2 separate regions of the Sus scrofa genome follow, and region 2 is linked to region 1. The links are chromatin contacts, called in public Hi-C maps. All regions are on one chromosome and are shown on one strand. Each heading gives the region's core, a stretch centred on a gene start, on an enhancer-like site or on the middle of the called end of the contact. The rest is flanking DNA. Distances are from core to core; before and after follow the strand shown.

Region 1 (2,700 bases), core at 175-2,674:
ACTCAGGGAAGCTGGATACCTGAGAGACGATTGAGATAATAAGTGAAATACTGAGATGATTAATTTGCTTAATAAGACTTTTGTCCATTTTCCCTAAGTTTTATAAGTATATAGACTACCTTTTATGTTTTCAAGACAGTTCATCACCTAAAATTTTTCAAACTATATGCGTTCTAATTTTGATCCTAGCATTGATTTGATGTCATTGATCTTCCAAGGATAGATCATTAACCCCATCTAGTAAAACAGCAACAACAAAAAAATGCTTAGTCTTTCACATGTTGAGTGAATGCACCAGTTTAAAAGGAATTCCCTGGGCTATACCCAATGCAAACAAATGCCCTTTTGCTTATCCAGTGTTTGGCTGTTTTCTCATAAAAAGGGACAGTTGGGACTTTATATAGTTGTCCCTTTTGTCATTCAGCTTTCCTCAGAGCAAAAAGAGAACATTTTGGCTTTAGACTGATTATTCAATGGAAGTCAAAAATATAATCCCCTTCTAGATAATTCTTAAATTACATACATGCTGATAACCTCAGTAGGGCTTAGTAAAATATATATAATGTATTTTGAGTTTGTTTGTTTTAAATGAGACTTTAATTAATTAGGCTAGATTAATTATGTCTCAATTTGTTTCAAAGATGTCCAATACAATCTCCAGGAAATATCCCGGCAGGAACCATTTCATTCACATCAATAAACATTCTTTCCACTCCCCAAACTATTTCTCTTTTTAATCTTAAGGCAGGATAAAAGTCATTGATTGCAAAATAATTAAAATATATTAATCAATCATTATAATTACTCATTTTCTTCCTATAGTTTGAGGTTATACATTTCATTTAGAAAATGCTGAACACAAATATATATATATAAACAGTCATTTGCTGAAATGTAAAGATATTATTATTATGTTTATGATAAAAACAGCTTGCTTTTTTTCTTTTCTCTAACTCACTTTCAACAATATAGACTGTCCTGGGATTCATAGGGTTAGGTACCTTTGTAATAAAAAAGGGTGCTAAAATTTTGACTTTGACCATGAAATTTGTTCCACTCTTCTAAAGAAACATCATGAACCTGTAAAGGGATTTTAACAACATGTCTTTCAAAGTCAAACAATGCAATTCTTATTCAGAGAAGGATGCATTGACTGGTAATGAGGTGTGAGAAGTTTCAAATAGCTTGGTGTGGGACCAAGGTTAATATAATTATGGACCACAAACCCCAAGAAATCATTCACTCTCTTACGTCTGAACTACCATCCTGCAATAAAATGTGGTCTTTCAGTCTTCAGCGCGCTGATTTAAAATGATCTATTGATCTGGACTAAAGAAAGACGAATATACGGAGGAACTGAGGCGGCCTCTAAGTGACAATGAGCAGAACCTGAGGAATGTAACTGTGGGATAGGGAAATCTTTCTACAAAAGGCGATGGCAAGAGCTGGGACTTTAAAGAACAATGAGGAAGATTCCAAGAGGAATGCCATTCTTGTGGTCCCTGAGAAAATGCATTTAAAAAATGTCAGGAACTATAGAGGAGAATCACACAAGTGAATGAAAGATGGGTTCTTTGCAGTTGCAGACCCAGGCAGGAGTCCCCCCAAAATCATATGACTTCGGGAACTTGGTTTCTAAAGTTTTTAGAATCTTGTTTCTAAATTTTTTTTTTTTATTTTTAAATTTTTTATATTGGGGCAAATGAAAAATGCATCAAGAAAAAGGCCCATCAAATCTTCCTATTATAGATATTTTCATGTGTGTTCTGTGCAAAAAGCAATAGTATTGAGATATTGTTTCCCCAGTCTGTATGTACCTTCTTATTTTTGATTACTCTTGGGCACATTTGAGTACTCATGCCTTATAGATAATTGTTTAAGAATTATATATTACAAAATAGTGCCTATAATTTTTATTTTGTATTACAAACAAGTTACCTTTAAAAAGTAGATGATAGGTTTGAGAAATCCTTTGTGTCTGAGCAGAAAATGTACTTGATAGTACAATTTTAAATGATTCTTTTACCATTAAACATTCTGCTATTTCAGTTACATATGTCTTTAGGTTTAATTAATTTTGTCTCTATTGCATTATTCCATGAGAATCTCCTTAAGTTATAGAGAAGTAATTATTTTCTTCCCTCCAGCATAAAAACAAAATATACACAATGATATTTATTCTATTTAAACATCAGCATAGATATTGTATGAACATATGTCAGGATTAATCATATTTATGAGGGGATTTAGAAACTTTAGTATTTAAGAATTAAAAGCAATATAAATGAAATATTTCCATTTTCTTTGTCTCCCACCTCATCCAGACTTGCTTTCCCATTCCACAAAACTTCCTTAACCACTGACTCTAGTTTTCCTCACTCATATTAACCCTTCTGGGGTTTCACAAGGATCTGAATAGTTGTGTGTGATTCAGGTTGTTCCTGAGAAAGCACCCAGCAAGTATGCTGTCAACTGAGCCCTTAAGGCTGTTATTGGAAATGAGAAAGAAATAATCACAATTTGAAAGGAGTATGTGTAATGTGGTAGGAAATACATGGCCCTAGACTCGGTAAACTTGTGTGTAAATCCTGACTTTGCCAAATAATTAGTTAAGGTTATGACGCAAGTCTCTTCTATACAGAAGGGGTATTATAAGATTTAACTGAAGGTAATTATGTGCTATTTTATTGTTTATATTTA
Region 2 (2,858 bases), core at 303-2,802, 560 kb before region 1:
AAAATCCTTGAATAAATAGTACCTTCATGCAACAAGTTAGAAAGGGGAAGAAAAGGAGAGAGAAAGGCAAAGAGGAAGAGAGTGAGTCTCAACCCAGCTTCATGAGGTTTTTAAGCATAGCTATCCGTTCTGCCTTTACAAGTGAACTAGTGAGCTTTGTTTGTGTTCTTTTCATTATTTACAAAACATATTTTTTACTGACAAACTGAGAAGGACCTTCCCAGAATACACTGTTACTTTTCAAATACAATATATACATCTATGTATTGTTATTCACATATCACATTAGCAACTAGCCTTGGGTCTTAAAGGACTTGAGGATTGTTGGTGTCTGTGCAAGACAGGTGAATTAGTTATGGAGTTAGGGAAGAAAAAATTAGGATGTTCTTTTTTCCCCTCCCCACTTTCTAAACCTTCGAGGGTGCCTGATCTCGAATTCTCCCAGTATAATAGACATTTCTGACCTGGCTTTGGGGCAAAAATGAAGTTATTCCGAATCATCCACATCATGGCAAGCATTTCTTTCTTTCCACAATTAGGAAATAAGGAATTGAATAGAGAGCACTCCATTATTCTTAAGCGATTTCAGACTGACTTTTCCCCCACAACTTGAAAACTCTCCTGGCGTTTTCACTATCTTTAAATAAATAATTGAATCGACAGAGAAAATAACCAGACGCATGAAACATACGCTTTGCTTCCATATGGATTTTCCTCAAAATAATTTCTTACTAATCATGAAGTGAGAGTATGTCTTTTCATTTATATCTCATTGCAAAAGCGAGCGGAGACACATCCTAAATCCTTGAAGGAGAGCTCGGAGCGCTCTGGCTCCCTTTAAGTTGGCAGCCGATTGGTTTGAAGGTTTTGGGAAAAAATTACCGGTCTTCGAGGACAAAGTGGAGTATTAAGACCGAGAATCTAGCGGTAGTAGAAGAGAAGATCTCCCTCCGCTTTTCCGATCGCCACTTGCGTGCCCCGGCTTTTCCTCTCCGTCCCTCCCTTAGTTTCTTTCCTTATCCTCCCCCTCCCCTCCTCCTTTTCTTGTTCACTCGCTTTCCCTGGGTCTCGCGCTCTCGGAGTCTCTGCTCCGAGTTCCTGGTTGGATAATTTGGGTTAATACTAGTGAGTGAGGTTTTTGCGGCTTCAAAGGGTATTTCAAGTTTCCGGAGCTCCTCCCCTCTGCACCGTGTGACAACAACAACTCGTCCAGCCGGCAGCCTGCACTTTTCAGCTCATTTTCTCTCTGTCATTCCCCTCTCAATCTTTGATCAATGTACTTGCCAGGGAGAACCCAAGTCCTTCAAACCTCCTCCTTTTCACCTTCATCCTTAACTTTGTGCTAGAGCGGGACCCACACAACAACAGCCGACCCTCCCCGCCCCCGCCCCCACCCCCCCACACCAGCCCCCGATCCCAGCCCCCGGAGAGGACTCGCATTTCGACTTGCGGGACACTTTTGTGCGTTTCTCTCCAGAGCGCCTCTCGCGCTCGCCCCTCCTGCGCTCGCTCTTTCTTACCCTCACCTCCTTTTTCTTCCCTTCTCTCCCCTTCGCCTCCTCGTCCTCTCCCAGAGTTGTTGTTGTTGTTGTCCCCTAGCTCCTTCTCCCCCCCTTTTTCCCCCTTGCCCTCCCCGGGGTGTGTGGCAACTTTTCCCCTCGCTTCTCCTCCTTCTGTTTCCCCTTATATGTGACCATGGCAGTGCCGGCGGCTTTGATCCCTCCGACCCAGCTGGTCCCCCCTCAACCCCCGATCTCCACGTCTGCTTCCTCCTCCGGCACCACCACCTCCCCCTCCTCGGCGACCTCGTCTCCGGCTCCGTCCATCGGGCCCCCGGCGTCCTCAGGGCCAACTCTGTTCCGGCCGGAGCCCATCGCTTCGGCGGCGGCGGCGGCCACAGTCACCTCCACCGGTGGCGGCGGCGGCAGCGGAGGCGGCGGCGGCAGCGCGGGCAACGGAGGCGGCGGCGGCGGCGGTGGCGGCGGCGGCGGCGGCGGTGGCGGCAGCAACTGCAACCCCAGCCTCGCGACCGCGAGCGGCGGCGGCGGCGGCATTAGCGCTGGCGGCGGCGGCGCCTCCAGCACCCCCATCAACGCGAGCACCGGCAGCAGCAGCAGCAGCAGCAGTAGTAGCAGCAGCAGCAGCAGCAGTAGCAGCAGCAGCAGCAGTAGCAGCAGCAGCTGCGGCCCCCTCCCCGGGAAACCCGTGTACTCGACCCCGTCCCCAGTGGAAAACACCCCCCAGAATAATGAGTGCAAAATGGTGGATCTGAGGGGGGCCAAAGTGGCTTCCTTCACAGTGGAGGGCTGCGAGCTGATCTGCCTGCCCCAGGCTTTCGACCTGTTCCTGAAGCACTTGGTGGGGGGCTTGCACACGGTCTACACCAAGCTGAAGCGGCTGGAGATCACGCCGGTGGTGTGCAATGTGGAACAGGTTCGCATCTTGAGGGGACTGGGCGCCATCCAGCCCGGAGTGAACCGCTGCAAACTCATCTCCAGGAAGGACTTCGAGACCCTCTACAATGACTGCACCAACGCAAGGTAAAGTGCGGGGGGCAGCCTCCGCCGCCCGAGGTCCCTTCCCACCCGCCTCCTCGCCCTTTCCTCGCTCCCTTCCCCGCGCCGCTCGCTCCGCGCGCCCGCGAGCCGCGCGCCCCGGCGAGCGCGGCCCTCTCGTCCCTTTCCTCGGGGCTCTGCGGCCGCTCCCGACCCTCAGAGAAGTTGGCACCTCACCCTGCCCAGATCTCGCTCTTCCGGCCGGGTCCGCCCCTTGCTCTCCAGGGCGCCGGGGCTCGAGTGCTGTGGCACGCGGAAACCCCAAGCTTCGGGGCCGAGGGAGCGGGAAGGAGGAGGATGATG

Evidence for each region. Hi-C and Micro-C count contacts between places; a contact is called where the count stands out from the background.
Region 2: a contact with region 1 is called in a Hi-C map of epiblast stem cells, with 2.1 times the contacts expected there. The contact joins the promoter of DACH1 here to the enhancer-like site in region 1. A contact is called at or near these places in 4 of 47 Hi-C or Micro-C datasets (embryonic fibroblasts, epiblast stem cells, omental adipose tissue and 1 more).

Annotation. Positions count from the first base shown.
Region 1 is chr11:43,621,720-43,624,419 of Sscrofa11.1, reverse strand. No RefSeq gene overlaps it. Among named protein-coding and RNA genes, the nearest start is that of DACH1, 560 kb to the left of the region's middle. Within about 2 kb of position 1,424, at least 3 of the 83 cell types and tissues checked have an H3K27ac peak or open chromatin away from gene starts, as enhancers often do. A contact at or near this core is called in epiblast stem cells, where this site is marked.
Region 2 is chr11:44,186,460-44,189,317 of Sscrofa11.1, reverse strand. It overlaps DACH1 (dachshund homolog 1), which reads left to right and starts at 1,552. Exons shown (of 11, transcript XM_001924267.6): 1 at 1,552-2,540. The coding sequence starts at 1,696. It overlaps LOC106505309 (a long non-coding RNA gene), which reads right to left. Exons shown (of 3, transcript XR_002336559.1): 1 at 2,733-2,858.